Linked DNA regions of Pan troglodytes: region 1 is linked to region 2. The links are chromatin contacts, called in public Hi-C maps. All regions are on one chromosome and are shown on one strand. Each heading gives the region's core, a stretch centred on a gene start, on an enhancer-like site or on the middle of the called end of the contact. The rest is flanking DNA. Distances are from core to core; before and after follow the strand shown.

Evidence for each region. Hi-C and Micro-C count contacts between places; a contact is called where the count stands out from the background.
Region 1: a Hi-C map of stem cell-derived neural progenitor cells shows a contact between it and region 2, with 4 times the contacts expected there. The contact joins two enhancer-like sites. A contact is called at or near these places in 1 of 7 Hi-C or Micro-C datasets (stem cell-derived neural progenitor cells) and 1 of 1 datasets of contacts at active chromatin or transcription factors (stem cell-derived excitatory neurons).

What each region holds. Positions count from the first base shown.
Region 1 is chr1:216,599,869-216,603,915 of NHGRI_mPanTro3-v2.0_pri, forward strand. All of the region lies in intron 3 of KAZN (kazrin, periplakin interacting protein), which reads right to left. Among named protein-coding and RNA genes, the nearest start is that of TMEM51, 550 kb to the left of the region's middle. Within about 2 kb of position 2,608, at least 6 of the 24 cell types and tissues checked have an H3K27ac peak or open chromatin away from gene starts, as enhancers often do. A contact at or near this core is called in stem cell-derived neural progenitor cells, where this site is marked.
Region 2 is chr1:216,460,187-216,464,451 of NHGRI_mPanTro3-v2.0_pri, forward strand. The region is part of intron 3 of KAZN (kazrin, periplakin interacting protein); the gene reads right to left. Among named protein-coding and RNA genes, the nearest start is that of TMEM51, 410 kb to the left of the region's middle. Within about 2 kb of position 2,320, at least 6 of the 24 cell types and tissues checked have an H3K27ac peak or open chromatin away from gene starts, as enhancers often do. A contact at or near this core is called in stem cell-derived neural progenitor cells, where this site is marked.

The sequences.
Region 1 (4,047 bases), core at 1,358-3,857, 140 kb after region 2:
ACATAGCGCTTGCTGTGGTGGAAGAGGACAGAGGAGAAGGGAGCTGGGCAGGACACCTCCTCTCCCCAACTTCTCTCCACTCTCCAGCCTGACTGGAGAAGTGGGCAGAGGCCCTGGGGCTCTTTGCTTGCAGGACTGCCTGTTCCAAGCTCCATCTGAGCTCCTGTGCTGAGGTCTCAATTCATCAGAAAGTAAAGGGGCAGGGACCTTTCAGAAGCCTGACCCAAGGGTCTGACATGACCCAGCCAACAAAGCCCGCAGAATAAATTTAGCCCCAATGATCTTGTACCACACAGCAGCCACCTGCTCAAACAGTTGTTCTTGCCAAACTCATTAAAACTATGTTCAGCTTCTTTCATGTTTCCAGCAGCCTAGGACTCCAAGGGGGTAGCAGGAGTGCCCACAGAGCACAACCTCGCCTCCACCACTTGGATCAAGGTTGCATCAAACAAGCAAGAATGTTCTGGTGTCGTGCAACCACACGGGGCGGAAGAAGGCGTTCCTTTCCCTGATCTTCTTCCAGCTTCTCCACAACTGAGATGGGCCTGGCAGGGGATTTGGAGGGTGGTGGCAGGGGAACTGGAGAGTGGTGACAGGGGTCAGCAGAACTCTTAGCTGCTATGAATCGTCAGGTATGATCTGCCCCTGTGGATGGCCACCCTGTTGGCTTCGGGAAAGATGTCTTTTCCTAAATGATTCTTTCTGAACCCACTATGCCTGCAATTCAAGGCACCAAGGCAGTGCAATGACTGCTGGCGGTGACACTCCTGCCATATTGTGTGCTACTCACCCTAATATGCAGCCCAAACACTGAGACCTATTTCCATGTGCAACATCGCTTAAAAACCCATTCTCTGGGCTCAGCAGGCAGAACCCCCTGATATATGGCAGGGGGTAAGAAGCCAGGGACCAATGTTCAGGCAAACCATTAAGGTATGGAAAGAACAGAGGAGTTCATGTTGATTTCACTGTCCTTATCTACATAGCCCAGGAATGAATATATAGATTTATAATACATAAAGAAAACATGCAGTGAATGTGGCCAAATCCCAAGCTTGACCTTCTGGGCCCCATATGATATGCACGGTGAGCAGGCAAAGTTCCAATGAGCTCTTGCCACCTGCCAAGCCCATCTGCTACAAACACACTGGCAGCCAGGAAGTCACACATTATAACCCTATAGGATTCCTAAAAAGTGCCAACAGTCTTCTTGAGGAGTAAGAGGGTAAAGGGATGGAGAGAGGGCCTATCATGCCTTACCCTGGGAAGATATGTGACCAGGCTCCTGTTAGATGAGTCAGGTCAGCTCAGACTTCTGGGGTGCATCAAAGAGGTGTTGGAAAACCACTAAAAATCATGAAGTGCACAATGGAAGCATGAAATTAACCAGAATCAGAGACTTGACTCAAGAGGTCCTTTGAAGGCATTTTCCAAAGACAATGGAAAGATAGTAAATAATCCCCAATCAATAAGTAATTTCAACCACACTGTACTGATCTGTAAGTAATCTCTTTGTGACCACGCAGGACAATTTTCAGGGAGAAGTCTGAATCCCCATCCCATGACAGCCTACCAGGTTAGGAAAAGACACAAGCTATTTTAGCCCCTTGATCTGGCTGGAAAACCATGGCGCAGGCTACTTGCTGAGCTCTGTAACTTAGTGGCAAGCTGACAGAAGGCCCGAGATTCCCCAACATTTTGTTCCATCCTCTCTGCCATTTGAAAATTCTCTTTCTCAAAAAAGATAAAAGTCTACTTAGGAAAACAAGAGCAGAGGCAGAATGAATTGAGAAGGGGATGCCAAAAGACAGAACTTACTTTGCAAAGCGACAGTGTCTAGCGTCTCCACAGACTACTCACACATTCAATTCACTCCAAAGGTAATTTATACTTCACGAAAGAGTTTCCAGTGTTGTAGTAATGGTAGATAAGAGCTGTCAGGCCTTAAGTAACAGCCTATTTTAATGCCTGGAGAGAAAAATACAACTTGCACGCATTTATGGAAATGTACAAAGGTACAGGAAACCGACCCTTGCCTCCATCCCATTCTAACAAATGCAGTAGGCAGGAAGTCCTCCACACCAAAGAAAGATGCTATCAGCACGTCCACTTGCATAGGAATACAAATACAATTATTTCTTTAACAAAGAAAACTAATGACAGTAGGCATACATCCTACTGGGCATTAAGTATTTTGTTACATACAGTTAACACCTATTTGAATTGGGTACCATAGCACTTAATTGTTTTGTTCTATGCATAGCAAAGCAACCAACTGAATCTAATATTAGTCATTCATCAGCTGATAAAACATTTTCAGAGAAACAAACTGCTACATTTTCCCCTCAAAGAACAGCAAGCATTTTAAACACATTTTCCCAGAGATGTTATGCTGAGGAAAACAGCTTAGAAATGTTACTTTAAACAAATCCCTTCTCTGGCTACCAACAAAAAGACGAATTGGAACAAATGCTTGGCTCTGTTCTTTCCAAGCCTCCTTCTGTCCACCTGTCAAAGGCTGCCGTGACCCCACCGACCCAAAAGGCAGCCTCTGGAGCTCTGAAATGTGTCACCCTGCACGGACGCCCTCTGCACTGTATGCCAGCATTCTCATTAAGGATTATCCAACTCAGTTGCAGGAGGGAGAGACAAGATGGGCTGGCTGCCAGGAATTCTTTCAACACAGATTCTGAAAGAATATCCTCCCAAGTGCCGAAAGCCCAGATTTTCAGCAGTTCACTTTCTACATTCTGTTACATAGCAACCATGCCAGCTCACAGGGGGTACCAACCAAGTTAATATTTTGTTTAAATGACACACTGCATTAACCTGCTAGGAAAACCCAAATTTTCTTCATCAAAAGGGGATACCAACCTACCTACTGCTCGTTGTCATCCCTGGAACAAAACAGCCAATGATGGATTGATGAGTTTGCTTCATTCATTTAAAAAAAGAATTTAAAAAACAAAAACAAAAACATTTGAAAATGAATCTAACAGTCTCTTGGCAGAGGAAGCAAAAGGTGACTCTTTCCCAAAACCATTTGTACTAATATTGTTAAAGTTACATTAGCATGCATTTAATATGTGCATAATGCCCTTTCGTTAAAAGATGACTTACACGGTTGCATTTTGAAATGCAAAGATACTCGTTTTATTCAAAACCTTGATTTGAAAACTGATAACTCAATGCCACTTAAACACTCTTAGGGTCTGGGCCCATTGAACTGCACCAACACAGACAAAATGAAAACACAAGACTAATTTGGAAGAACAGTCAGAAACCCTGAGGAGCTGAGCCTCTGGGAGCCTCCCCGGAGGTGTATTACGAAGAATCAAGTGGAACCCAATCAATTGCACTTTAAAATTAACTTGTGTGAGAACTCAAGGCTTCTTTTTAGGATAATGAAAGCAATGGCAAAAGAAACTACCAGACCACCTCTGCAGAGGGTTTCTGTGCTAGCAGGATGCTGCCACAGGCTATGAAAAAAACAAAAACAAACAAAAACAACTCCCGCCCCCATCCAAAAAAAAAAAAATCCTCAAAACTTACAGAGGCTAAATAATGTATCAAGTACTGTTGCTACAGACAAGTAAATGATACCCCACTGAACTTATACGGGGGCTTGTTTTCTTTTCAACCATCACATCTGTTTCAATGCATATCAGTTTAGACGGTTATGTGGCCAGCAATCAAGTAGAGTTTAAACCTTTTAACATTTTATTTTCTGATTATAAAAATCACAAAGTGCCCCTAGTAAAGATTTTGAGACATACCAATGTACAAAGAGGAGAAATCAAGACCACCCTTCATCCTACCACCCACAGCCAGCCACTGACATGGGCAGGCACAGTCCTGAGAGCGTATAGGAGCTGCTGGTTTTATGTGTTTTTAAGGATATCCAAGAGATCCAAAAGCCATTTTCATTTCCACAGCCCTGTGCGTTTGTGTAGGAAAAAAGAACAAGGAATCAGCCCCCTGTTGCTCCACTACAACAATTTAACCATCCGCGAGTATGTCAGTTTCCAAGTTGAGCATGTGGACATC
Region 2 (4,265 bases), core at 1,070-3,569:
TGGGACTACAGGCACATGCCACCATACCTGGCTAATTTTTTATTTTTATTTTGTGTAGAGTACCAGGGTCTTGCTATGTTGCCCAGGCTGGTTTTGAACTCCTAGCCTCAAGTGACTGTCCTACCTCAGCCTCCCAAATTGCTGGGATTACAGGCGTGAGCCATCACACCTGGCCTGTTACACTTAAATAATTAAAAAACAAAAAAACAACAAAAAAAAAAAACTAGCACCATCAGGGATTAGCCATGTGATTCTGGACAGGCCACCTAACCTCACTGGACCTTGATTCCCTTCTCTGTAAAATGGGGCCAATAGTTCCTACCTTACAGAGTTGCAGTCAAGACTAAATAAGATAATACTGAGTAAGATACTCAGCCAGTGCATGGAAAACACATAAAGCATCTCTGTAGCCATTATTAATGTTGCTAGTGTTATTAATAATGTGTGCAAATGGCCAGGTTAATGATGCCCACACATAAGGAACCATTCAGGGCACTGGTGATGGCGATACAGCCAGCCTTGACCGTCTCCCCTCAACAAGCAATTTTCTGTCATTGGAGTGGCTCCTAGTTTCTCTTGATAGCCTGTACAGTAGCCAAGAGTGGTTTTTATCCGTCCAGCTTGCATTTTCCTCTTTTCCAGGTACCAGAGTCTTGGTTTTGCTTCAGGAAACCTCATTCTTGGTGTCTGCAGTTGAGGTAAGATTGATCCCCTCTGTTCCATGGATGGGCCCCTGTCTCCACTGGGATAATCAGCATTTTCCAATCTCTTGGCCATAAGCGACCTGAGATCAACTCCAGGACTCTTGTTGGAGCTGTCAGGAAAGCGGCTCCCTTCCACCACTGCCAACGCTAAATAAAATGGTTCAAGACAGCAGGGAGTAGTGGAGGGTGAGGAGGACCCCACCAGACAACCTGCTGGGAACCAAAGCAACTTGGGGGACGACAGATCTGAGACCCAAGGAGAGGGAGAGATTCTGGCCACTGCTGGGTCTCCCAAATGCCAGCGATGACCTATATGACTCACCAGGTCTGGGAACCAATGAAGGGTTCATTTTGTTTCTTTTTGCTTAAGCCAATTTAGAAAGCATTGGGGCTTCTATCAAAGAAGTCCTCAGTCTCACTGTTGCAGTGACCAATTAATTAATAATTAATATCTGCATTGTATGTACTTTTTTTTTTTTTTTTGAGACAGAGTCTCGCTCAGTCCCCCAGGCTGGAGTGCAGTGGCGCGATCTCAGCTCACTGCAACCTCCGCCTCCCAGGTTCAAGTGATTCTCCTGCCTCAGCCTCCAGAGTAGCTGGGATTACAGGCACGTGTCACCACGCCCGGCTAATATTTGTATTTTTAGTTGAGACAGTTTCACCATGTTGGCCAGGCTGGTCTCGAACTCCTGACCTCAAGTGATCCTCCCACCTCAGCCTCCCAAAGTGCTGGGATTACAGGCATGAGCCACCGCACCTGAACCTACTATGGATCTCTCTGATCCTGACCCCTATGGAACTCTCCCTCCTCCTGGCCTCTTCATGCCTACGACGCACCACTCTGGCCCACACACAGTGCAGCTCAGCTCTTCCTCCCATATTTCGAATCCACCAAAGCAAAGATCTCAAAGGCGGCACATCTTATGGGTCTATTCACTGTGTGAGTGCAGGAGCATCTGTTTGACCAGACTCACTACCAGGTGCCAAGTGCAGTTACAGAGAGGAGGAAGTCTCCATTTCTGAGCCGTGGGTGCTTGTACAATCCAGGCAGGCAAGACACACACTGAACCCTGGTGACTCCAGGGTCACTTCTACATCCCTGGCTCCTGCCACCGTGGCTGCCCACAGGACAGGCTCAGCAAATGGGTTTTGAACTGTGCTCAACAGCTAAGACAGAAAGTGACAAAGCAATTCAAAAGCAAGAGTGTTTGCATCTTGCCAGACGGGGTGATTCAAAGAAACATCATTGGAGCTGACACTTCTTGGGAGTTTTGGTAGGCAGGGATATCACAACAAGCGAGAAAAAGCACAGGGAGAGAAAACTCCAGGCTTATTGTCCCAAGACTGCAGCACAGAGAGGCGAGATTGGTTATTGCTGGCGGATGAACTGACTCATTGGTTTTTTTTTCATTCGCTCATTCCTTCATTCATTCAAGCGCGTACGCAAGAATGCACTTAGTTAATCCAACAAGTATTTATTCAGTGCCTGAGTCATCTCTGGCATATGGTAGTTGCTCAATGAATGAATAAGCTTCTATTTTGTGCCTGCTGTGCTCTTAAGTGGGAGGGACGCATTCATGAATAACACAGACCTAGGCAGAGTCCTTGCCATCACAAAGCCTGCAATCTAGCAGCTTCTTCACAAATATTTATTCAGTGCCTACTATGAGCCAGGCCCTCTTCTAGATGCTGGGAACAGGCAGTGAACAGGACGGACAAGGTCACTGCTTTCCTGGAGCTGACATTATAGCAGTTGGAGAGGACCCCACTCACAGTTCCTCCTTTCGTTTGTTCTGTTCATCCAAAGTTGGAGGGAAGTGCTGTCCACACTGGGACGATTCCAAAGGGGGAGGAATCTTTGCTTGGGGATGGTTCTATTTTTCTGTATAGCCATTTCATAGTATCAAGAAGGTGAATGTGCCTTCCCACAAGGAAAATACTAAACAAAACAAAAAACAACCCAAAAAAACAACCACAAGAGAGAAGCAACATTGAATTGGTTAACAGAAAGGGAATATTTGGATTCTGGCTCAAACATCAAGGTTGAGATGCATTTCAGGGCCCCTCATCAGTTTCTCATAAAACATGCCACCAGAATGGAATTTTATCAGAGTTTGCTATTGTTTAATATGCCTTGAAAGAGTTTTTGTCTTCAAGGAGCCATTCTGGAAAGCTGACACTTGAGTGGGGAGTGAGAACCTCTTGGCTATGAAGCTCAGCAGGTCTTGAAACCCCGGGGGGAAGTGCCCCTTCTCCCTCCCTCTCCTTTTCAGTTCAGCAAGTAGCTCAGCCTCATGTAAGAGAAAAATAAAAAGATACTAGTTCAATCAAAGTAAAACTGTCACACGCTATCCTGCCCTTTTCAATATGTAAATAGTTGTGCTCTCAAATTTCAGGACCTGATGGGAGATTCTGCCAGACATTCCCTTCCAGGAGGCCCAAGAGAAGAGGCTGGAACTGTTAGAACTCTAAAAGCCAACAAACCCAAGAAAAAAAACTGTAGGTCTCTGGGTCTCCACATGCCCATGGGATTTGCCTGAGCTGAGGCAACCATAGCCACCTGTGCCACCAGCTGCCCCCTCCTCTAGCATCCTCATGCCCGACATTGAGCAACTGTGTGCTTCAGGCATGGTGCTGGGTGCTGGGGAGGCAAAGATTGTCAAGATAGAGTTCCTCTTCTGGATTATGTCACAGGGGAGAAAGACAAGTCCATTTATTCATGCACGCATTTAAAAGTGAAGCACCAATCATATTCAGGCCTCGGATGCAGAGCAAATAAACGACCCGCTCCAGCAACTTGGGACAAGTGCTTGGTCAGCACACAGGACCTCCATGGTAGCACAAGGGAGAGAGTGAGGGCATGATCCTGCCCCAGCTGCCTGGAGGCTGCACCCCCAGAGAAGCATGTTCAAAGCACAGAGCTCCTTCCCACTCCCCTCCAGGTCTGTGAACAGAGGGCAGGACCTGCCACCCCCACAGGCACCATGGAGGGAAAGTGTCTGTCATTCCCCAGGAAATGATAAAACTGAATTTCCAAATGCCCTGTTATTCCTACAGTTAGTAATTGGAACCCCCAAAGCCCAGCAAAGGTGGAATCTTTCCTGTTTGGGGGCTGGCAAGAAGGAGGGCTAAAGGAATTCCAGGCAAAGGAAGGAGAATGAACAAAGAGCAAGAAATCAAGAGACCCTCTTGATCCCAGGAATGGCCCAAGGTGCAGCTCAGAATCACAGCAGTAGAAACCTGAGATGGGAGTGTGGGCGGCCAGAGCGGGAGAGGTCTGTGGGGCTCAAACCACGCCAAGGAGACAGGAGCTATAGAGGGATTTAAAGAAGGAGAACCATACAATGTAATTCATTTTTTGGGGGGGCGGAGGCAGAGGATAGGATGGAATTGGGGTGGGCGAGACTTTTAGCAAGGCAGCAGTTGGCAGCTGTAATAATCCAGAGAAGAGAAGTGGGCGCATGTAATAGTGAAGAGGAGACAAGGACCAAAGGAGCTAAAGGAAAAAGCATCATAGTTTGTGCATGGGACTGGATGTCAGGATGACATTTGACTGGATGT